Linked DNA regions of Mus musculus: regions 1 and 2 are each linked to region 3. Evidence: chromatin contacts called from public Hi-C and promoter capture Hi-C data. All regions are on one chromosome and are shown on one strand. The core of a region is the stretch at or near the end of the contact, and the rest is flanking DNA. Distances in the headings are between cores, read along the strand shown. Region 1 holds the start of Fktn (fukutin). Region 2 holds the start of Slc44a1 (solute carrier family 44, member 1). Region 3 holds the start of Elp1 (elongator complex protein 1).

Evidence for each region. Promoter capture Hi-C pulls out the DNA fragments that hold promoters and counts their contacts. A called contact is a pair of places that touch in the nucleus more often than the background predicts.
Region 1: a promoter capture Hi-C map of frontonasal cranial neural crest shows a contact between it and region 3. The contact joins the promoter of Fktn here to the promoter of Elp1 in region 3. A contact is called at or near these places in 5 of 39 promoter capture datasets (the HPC-7 cell line, cranial neural crest, frontonasal cranial neural crest and 2 more) and 1 of 484 Hi-C or Micro-C datasets (CD4 T cells).
Region 2: a Hi-C map of CD8 T cells shows a contact between it and region 3, with 3 times the contacts expected there. The contact joins the promoter of Slc44a1 here to the promoter of Elp1 in region 3. A contact is called at or near these places in 2 of 484 Hi-C or Micro-C datasets (CD4 T cells and CD8 T cells).

What each region holds. Positions count from the first base shown.
Region 1 is chr4:53,712,831-53,715,530 of GRCm38.p6, forward strand. Fktn (fukutin) reads left to right here and starts at 1,324. Exons shown (of 10, transcript NM_139309.5): 1 at 1,324-1,365.
Region 2 is chr4:53,439,146-53,441,845 of GRCm38.p6, forward strand. It overlaps Slc44a1 (solute carrier family 44, member 1), which reads left to right and starts at 1,271. Exons shown (of 16, transcript NM_001374697.1): 1 at 1,271-1,571. The coding sequence starts at 1,539.
Region 3 is chr4:56,801,033-56,803,732 of GRCm38.p6, forward strand. It overlaps Elp1 (elongator complex protein 1), which reads right to left and starts at 1,299. Exons shown (of 37, transcript NM_026079.3): 1 at 1,127-1,299. Abitram (actin binding transcription modulator) reads left to right here and starts at 1,297. Exons shown (of 6, transcript NM_001081420.1): 1 at 1,297-1,694; 2 at 2,564-2,615. The coding sequence starts at 1,580.

The DNA.
Region 1 (2,700 bases), core at 74-2,573, 3.1 Mb before region 3:
AAAAAAATTGCTGACAAGTTAAATCTAGGATAACCAAAAGGATTGTCAATTTTCTTTGAAGGGTGCTAAATCCCTTCCTCTAAATCCCAGTCCACTTTATAGAAACAGAAACTTGATAATGTAGATGGCACATTATGACTGTGCTTATATAGGGAAAACAGTGAGATCTAAACTTAAACTTAGCTCAAATCAGAAAACTGGCTAGAAAGCTGGCTAGTCCTCTGCCTCCTGCAAGGTTTATGCAGGATAATATTTACTATGCACTTGAAATCTATTCACTTCTAAAACCCGGGAAGTTTTTTTTTTTCCTCCTTATAATTTCCAGACATAGTTGAGCATAATAAGCATTCCTAATATCTTTTAAAATATCACCTCTTAGTACTCCAATAGGCATCAATTATATTGTGTGCATGTGTGCATGTGTGTGTGCGTGCGTGCATGTGCGTTTGCATGTGTTTAAAGACAAGAGCTCACTCTAGATCCTCTTGCCTTGGCCCCCCAAATACTTGAATTGTAGGCATGTCAGACAATAGAAATTTTTGATACAGCCACATTCCATCACAACTTTTTGAAAAATTCTGTTTTAAGACAAGCATGGCGATGCACACTTGTTATCTCAGCACTTGAGATGTGGAAGATGTGTAGGATCAGTTGAACACCATATTGGCTGAGTAGAATTTAAGGCCAGTCTGAGCTAAATGATATAGAACGGGGTGCGTAGGTAAATTATTTCATTTTTTTCTATACGCCGTTAGTAATTTTCGTAGAAAGAACGTAAAATTACAATAATTTCTTTAGTGCTTTTTAATTTTCAAAAATTCCTATCAAAATCCACATCTGCTCCTTGCCAATAACTCTTTAAATGGCTCTGCTAAAAGCAAAGATGCTAGGTGCCAGGCCCAGAAGCATCTATATTTCTTTCAAGCCCCAAACTGGAAGATCGCATCTTCTAGACCTGGATGTCAAGTAGGCACCTCAACTTCATGAGTACTTGCATCACTACATAGTGCTCTTCCCCATTCTGTCCCCAATAGCAGAATGTAGAGAGAGGAGAAGGGGGAGGAGGGAGGGAGGGAGGGAGGGAGGGAGAAAAAGAATCGTTATCCACCCTAGGTTTGCACTTTCTGCGCTCTGTCTGATGAGCCGTACACTACGGGGGACAGTTCTGTTTTTTCTCTAAACTCCAGGCAGCCTCAGGGCACTGCCGGAGGGACGGCTGATTGCAGATTTCTGATGGCCAAATAGGCCACACTAATAGGAGCGCTCGGAGAACAAAGCAACAGCCAGCGTACGCCGCTGCGCGCTTGACCGCTTCTTTGCGACAGTTGCCGTAAAGCGAGGCCTCCGCCGCAGCTCTAGAGTTAGGTAAGATGAGGGCACCGGGGCCGGGTAGCCGAGCCTGGGCGTGGGCGGGTTCCTTCAGGCACTGTCGCTGGTCTACTGGTATACCCTGAGTAGCGGTCGTCCACCTTTGGGGTACCCTCCCTACGGCGGCGGGGAGGAGTCCGAGGTCGGCCGCAGTCCGTGCACGAGCTTGCTGCCGCCGTCCCCGCTGTCCCGGCGACAGATCGTTCCCACACGCCCATGCTGTCCGTTGATCGTCCTGACCCGCGAGGGTTCGATTTTGGAGGTTCATGGAGACGCTTAAGAGGCCGGGCTGGGACAGTGACGCTTGAGCTGGTTGGCGAGAGCGGACGATGCGGGGAGACCGATCAGGTGTGAGGACCAATGCATGCCAAGGTGGCTCCGCCGGGGAGGAACTGATGCAGCCTGCTGCTGCTCTGAGTGCATCCGACGCCGTGGCATGAACTTACAGGGAAAGGAAGGGGGTTGGCAGGGCAGCCGCCCAGGGAGGGTTCCACCTGAGAAGGACTTTGATGCTGCGCCAAAGCCAAGTTCTGTGTACAGCAAGCAGCCTGCTGCAACTGCTTCGAAGAGAGGTGGTGGTTGGCTTACCAGTCGCTTTCCTCTCTTCTTAGACTCCTCAGTAGTCATTCTTAGTTCGTTTGAAGGAGTGCTCACTATGCTTAATAGTATGATGACGATGGTAATAATAATAAGTAACAATAATAATGATAAGGTGGGCGCGGTTAGCGATGCGAGATAACTGCATGTAGGAACGTTCCTGTCTTCCGTTTACATTATCAGTTGGGGAATATCGGGAAAGATTTGATAAAAATGGGGCCGGGTAGTTAAAAGCTTTAGATAAAAGTCGTCCAGAGAACTGAATTCAGATTTCATCACGATCGCCAATTTCTCAGGTAGTACAAGGCAAGCCGCTTTCTTGTATGTCTCAAGCTTTCTCGGCTATAAAGAATGATATTCCAGTCTTTCTAGTTTGAAGATTTCCATTAAGTAAAAGTCAGCCTGTGAGCCAACCATGGTAACACACACCTGTAATACCAGCACTTTGGAGGCCAAGACAAAAAAAAAAAAAAGCACTAGGAAACAGAGCTGCATAATGATCGACAGACCAGCCTTGGGTAAATGCTCTCAACCAAGCAGTTAGTCACTTGCCTCTTGAGGGAAAGGCTTTACTCACTGTCTTAGTTAGAGCTAATACTACAGTGGTGAAATACCATGACCAAAAGTGACTGGGGAAGAAAGGGTTTGGTTTGCTAAGTTTTAGATTACAGTTTATCATCCAAAGCACTGAGGGCAGCAACCTGGAGCAGGAGCTGATGCAGTGACCATGGAGGG
Region 2 (2,700 bases), core at 21-2,520, 3.4 Mb before region 3:
GTCTCCATTCCATACCCCTCCCACCCACACCCATTCCCCACCCTCTTGTTTAGATTTCTCCTTTCCTTGCTCCTCTAGTCAACTTCCCCTTTGAGTTTGAGTCACCTTGAAATCTGCCTTTTATGGACAAGTCAGCATTTCTGGGGTCTCACTCTGGTATCTTTGCAAACCTTTTGATCCCAGTCTTTGCAACACCTTGACAATATGAAACAAGACCGGAATGTTTATATGAGTGTTAGATACATGCGCGTTTCGGTGATAGTTAATCATGACCTTGTTTACTCTCGCCATTTTTAAACTGCTCTCGCTTCACTGTATCTGTAATGACTTCCCTAACATTGGAAATTTCTTAAAGGTTGTGCATGTCTAACTTGTTGCTACCCCCAACGCATATTAATACAGGTTTCGTTTTTTTTAATAAGAGAGTAGCAACTTTGCCTTTTATCGCCTGTTTAATCTTAGTGCCATAAATTTCTAGACTGTAATATAGTGAGTGCCTCGGTAAATATTTTAAAGATGAATTGGTGCGTGTGTTTATGTGTGTGCCCGCGCTACCATGTGTAAGAAAGTTTAGTGAAGAACCAACATGGCTTTGACTTGAGGGCCTGGAGTACTACCTTCCCCTCCCATTTCTGGCTCTTTTACTACAATTTCCAGTTGGGTGCTCTCACTGTCGTCGGCCTCCTTCAAGGCTTAGTGTCCACATCAGCAAAATGGGGCCAGGAGCAACAGATGATATTTTTCCACTTCCATCACCCATTCCTTCTCCATGGGAGGTTTTGCAAATACTCTCTCTTCTGGGTAACATAAACAGCCGCCAGAGCCCTAAAAAAAGCTCCGGGTCAGTGACCTCAGAGGCGCTCCCACCCGGGAGAAGGAGCGACCCCCGGTGACCTCCCCGTGCCTCGCGCGTACAGAAGCAAGTCGGCCGCCTTCCCTCTGCGAGCCCGCCGGGTCCACGGGCGCCTCGGCCTCAGACGCCCTCTCGCCGCCCCGAGGCAGAGCTCGGCCTCGGTGCCACCGCGAAATGGGCCCGGCGCCGCGCAGACTCCTGCGCGCGCCCAAGGGCCCGGCCTCGTTCTGGGCTGCCGTCGTCCCCGCCGTCCGCGCCGCGCGGCGCTGCACTGGGGGCGGGGAGTCTGATGGGAGACGCGCGCGGCGCCGAGGAGGAGGCGGCTGCAGCCCGGGAGAGGGAGCGGGAGCGGGACTGGGAGCGGGTGGTGGGAGGCGGGGGCCAGGGGGAGGGGCTGCCGCCGCCGCCCGCCCCTTTCCGCTGGGGAGCAGCTGCAGCAGCAGGAGCGGAGCCGGAGCCGCGCAGCCGCCGCCGCCGCCGCTGCCGCCGCCGGGGGATGTGGCCGGCGCCTGCCCCGGACCGCGCAGCCTCCTGAGTTCTTGCCGCTGTCGCCGTCGCCGCCGTCGCTGCCGAGTCGTGCGGGGCCAGGCCGCGCCCTCCCCGGGCGCCCGCCGGCTCGCATGCCGAGGGGCTCCGGGGCGTAGCTGCGCGCCCGGCGCCGCCTCCGGGCTCCTCCGGCCCCGCCATGGGCTGCTGCAGCTCCGCCTCCGCCGCGCAGGTGAGGGGCTCCCGCCTCCCGGCCGCCCGCCCGGATGCCACCCCGCGCTGTGAGCGCCTGCCGAGCCGTGCCCTTCGCTCCCCTGCCGTGCCCTGCGCCCCTCCGGTCCCCGCCGACCTCGGCGCTTCGTGCCTGGTCCCCCAATGCCCGCTGCGCTCCCTCCCCCGCTTTCGCACCTGAGCAGCCCGTCCCGCCCGTCTGCAGGTAGAGGCGCCCCGGGCGCCCGCTCTGCCCCGGGGAGGCATACGCTTCCCTCTCCTTGGGGCCCGCCAGCCTGCTCTCCACCTCCGCCGAGCCCCCCCGCCACCCACAGACTGTTTTCCGTGTCCCCAGAAGGTGTACCCCAGCTTGGGCTCTTCACCTCTCTTCCACCTTATTCTAGTTTCGGATCCATTTAATAAGCTGCCCATTTCCCCTGGTCTGCGGGCCCCCTTGGCCGGGATCAGGTGCTTCACTGGGTCCCGGTGCCCTTCCAGGGCCCATTTCACAGATCCCACCCGCTCGTTCCCCATCCCATCCCCCCTCTGTGCCTTGACCCTGAGCACCGCGGCCTCTCGGCGCACCGAGGCCCCTGCGGGAGCGGGGGGACTGGGCTGGGAAGGAGATTGGGCACCTGGTGGGTGACGGGAGCGTTACGGAAACTCCCTCTTTGTTGCCAGTGTAACAGGAGGAAGAGGTGCCGAATTTAGTTTTTCTGTGGGCACTGGCTGGATGTTGTCGCTGAGGGCTGAGATGCAGAGATTTCTCTCAGCTGCCACCCTGCCCCCATCCAAATTTCGCTAGCCGCCTTCTCTTTCCGATCAGAGCCTTTAACCTGGGTGGAAATGTTTGGACAACTGTGTAAGGATCAGATGTAATAGAACTTGACTGCTGGCCACTAATAACTGAGAGGACCTGTTTGTAAATTATCTAATTTAGTGGATTAGTGAGTGTATTTACAAATACGATAAAAAGCAATCAGGAATACTGCATCAAACTGTCTGGTGGTGGTGTATGAAAAATAGGCTCTGACAACGCCTGGGATGTTTCTCCACAGTTTCATTAGCGTAGAATTTAACAGTAGTCTGTGATTTGTTTGTTTGGTGGTGGTGATGGGGAGAAGTATGCGCTTGCTTCTAGAAATAAAGGC
Region 3 (2,700 bases), core at 49-2,548:
CTTGGTAAAAAGGCAAACTCATTAATCTCTCTAATGCCCCAATTCTTTTAGCATGAAAACCGACTTCTCTAAATTGTCATTCTGACACTGCTCACTCATTTAACTTTTTGGAGTTACACAGTCCTGTAGTTTTCTCAATGCTTTCAAAGTTAGGAAACATCTTCCAAATGTTTCTAGGATCATAATCTGCTAACAGCCTTCCTTTGGCACCTCCAACTGCACCTCCCTTGACTCCACCCACACATGTTCTAAGAGGTGCTTTCATACAACTTTGATCATGTCCCAAAATTCTGACCATTGATCCACTTTCTCCCCTACCTTCAGGCTTGGTAGCTCACTAAAGGGAAGATTAGATAAACCTATATACCTTGTAAATGAACAAGACCAAACTAAACATTAAACTCACATTAAAATCAATCCTGATATTATCATAAGCTGACCCTTACAAGCATATGAAATGCAACCTGAAAAACAGAGAACCTGCTGATCTCTTATCAAATAATAGCTCATCCTGGCTTGGGACTTATTGTCATCTCTGTTTCCACAAACTAAAATTTGTCTTTGTCTCTTTTTCTTTCACTTACACATCGAGATATTTGCTGGTTATATATCATGGTTCTCAATACGCAAACGAATCCTTTACACAATACCTAAGATCCGTTATGTGACTTACAACAAAACCTTGCCAAATGTTAGGCCCTAAAGACAAAAGACTATAAAATCACAGCCATCACAGAAATCCCGGCTTAGGTACACCAGGTAGGGAAGCACGAGATACACTACTTCATAGAAAAGTCCCAAATGCGAGCGAGAAGGGACCCGCAGCACAGCACAGAGGCCTCTATTTACCTATCACCTTCCACGACAAGCTGGTAGAGGTTTTATCTACACGCTACAAGGAAACCCGCAATTGGGGTACCGGACCCTCATCCCTCGCAGCGCCCCAAGACGGCCCCGGGGAAAACGTGTACAGAAAGCATCCGAAACTCGAAGAAAGAAGAGGTCCACGCCCGGCCCGCCGGCGCGCGCAGGCAGAAGCGCGTGCATCTCCCCTGCACCAGAACAGCCCTGGACAGCAAGACCAGGCCGCACACAGCGGCTCGGACTGGGACGGGCGAATGCTCACCTACGACGCCCTCGAGGCGGCTCCGAGCCCTCACGGCGCACTGGGTTTGGAAAGGAACCGCCGATGCACACGGGAGACGAGAAACACGATCCACTGAAGGGCGAAACACGCCAGGTAGCACCAGAAAGGCGGCGCGGACGTGGCGTCACCCGCGAGGCGCGCTGAGTGACGTCACCGGGTGGGTGTGGCCAGACGCGCCTCCTCAGGAGCTCGAGGGTGCTCAGAGGGTCCAGGGGATCGGGGAGCCCTCACCCGGCAGAGGCAGGACCTTGCTGTCTGCTGTCCCTCAGCTCTTTGACACCCGGTTGTTTTTGCCCCACAGTTGGGCTTTGGCCCAGGATCACAGGTGACTGGGGTCGGGGAGGGAGTTTGGCCGCCAGCCGGGGAGTCGCGCGCGTGCGCACGACACCAACCGGCTCCCACGCGCCGGAACTACGCTCCTGGACTAGAGGGATGGAAGAGCTCCGCTGCCCCGAAGCCAAGCTGGCGCCACCAGAGGTAGTCATAGCTACCGAAGCCCCGCCACCCTCCCTTGTGGATCGATACTTCACTCGCTGGTATAAAGCGGGTAAGTGCGGGATGGTGGTGAGCTCCGCTTTACCGCACGGGTGCAGGCACTTCTGCCACGCGATGCAAGCCACCCGTGCTCTTCCCTGAGCATCCTAGTCCCAGGAATACAGATTTGCGCTGATGAAGAGCTAAAATAGGCGCTTTCCTTCGTGGGAACCGCAGCGCCATGTGTGGGTTGTTTGCAGGAAAGGACGTGAACTAAACTAAGGAACTCCGCGTTGGTCTATCTGGGCTTTCCCCACACTACTAAGGGTTGGTGTGCTTGGAGGGATCAATCCTACGCCGAACCGGGAAGAAACCTTAGGCATGGAGAGAAAAATTAAGAAATGTTAAGGAAGCAGTATCTAGTGTTAAGAAGAAACTGTGCATATTGTCCACTGGACGTTTGAAATAGGCTTCTCTGGTGTTCGTTCTGCCAAGAAAATACCGATACCACCTTTGGGGATCCTCCTCTAGCCTCTATTTTAGCCTTTTTAAATTCAGGGAAACCGGTAGACCCACATATAATATTTAGGATAAGCATCCTAAATTCTCTTTAGGACTGAATTTAAAAAAAAACGTGTGATTTTTGCATACCATCAAGACAGCCTCACAAAACACCACCATAATGTCAGCAATGTGGCGCTTATAATAGTGTTTCTCTAGGTGTACTCATTTTAAAGTGACAAGATGGAGGAGCTAAGAATGTTACCTGCCTTAACACTGAGTAAAGGATTCTATGTAAATTAGGCCACTTAAAATACTTCATAGCCTTTATTTACTTTGCCCACTGTGCTCAGCTTCGCAATGAACAATCTTCATGAACCAAAGGAGGTAATCACGTGGTAAATGCCAGTTCAACAACCTGCGACTCATTTATTCCTCTAGATGTTAAAGGAAAACCCTGTGAGGACCACTGTATACTCCAGCACTCCAACCGGTAAGCAAACCGGGAATCTTAAACTATCAACACTTTCCTTCTGGTAGCTAGCCTGGTGCGGTCTTGGGTCGGGTATGAGCATTCA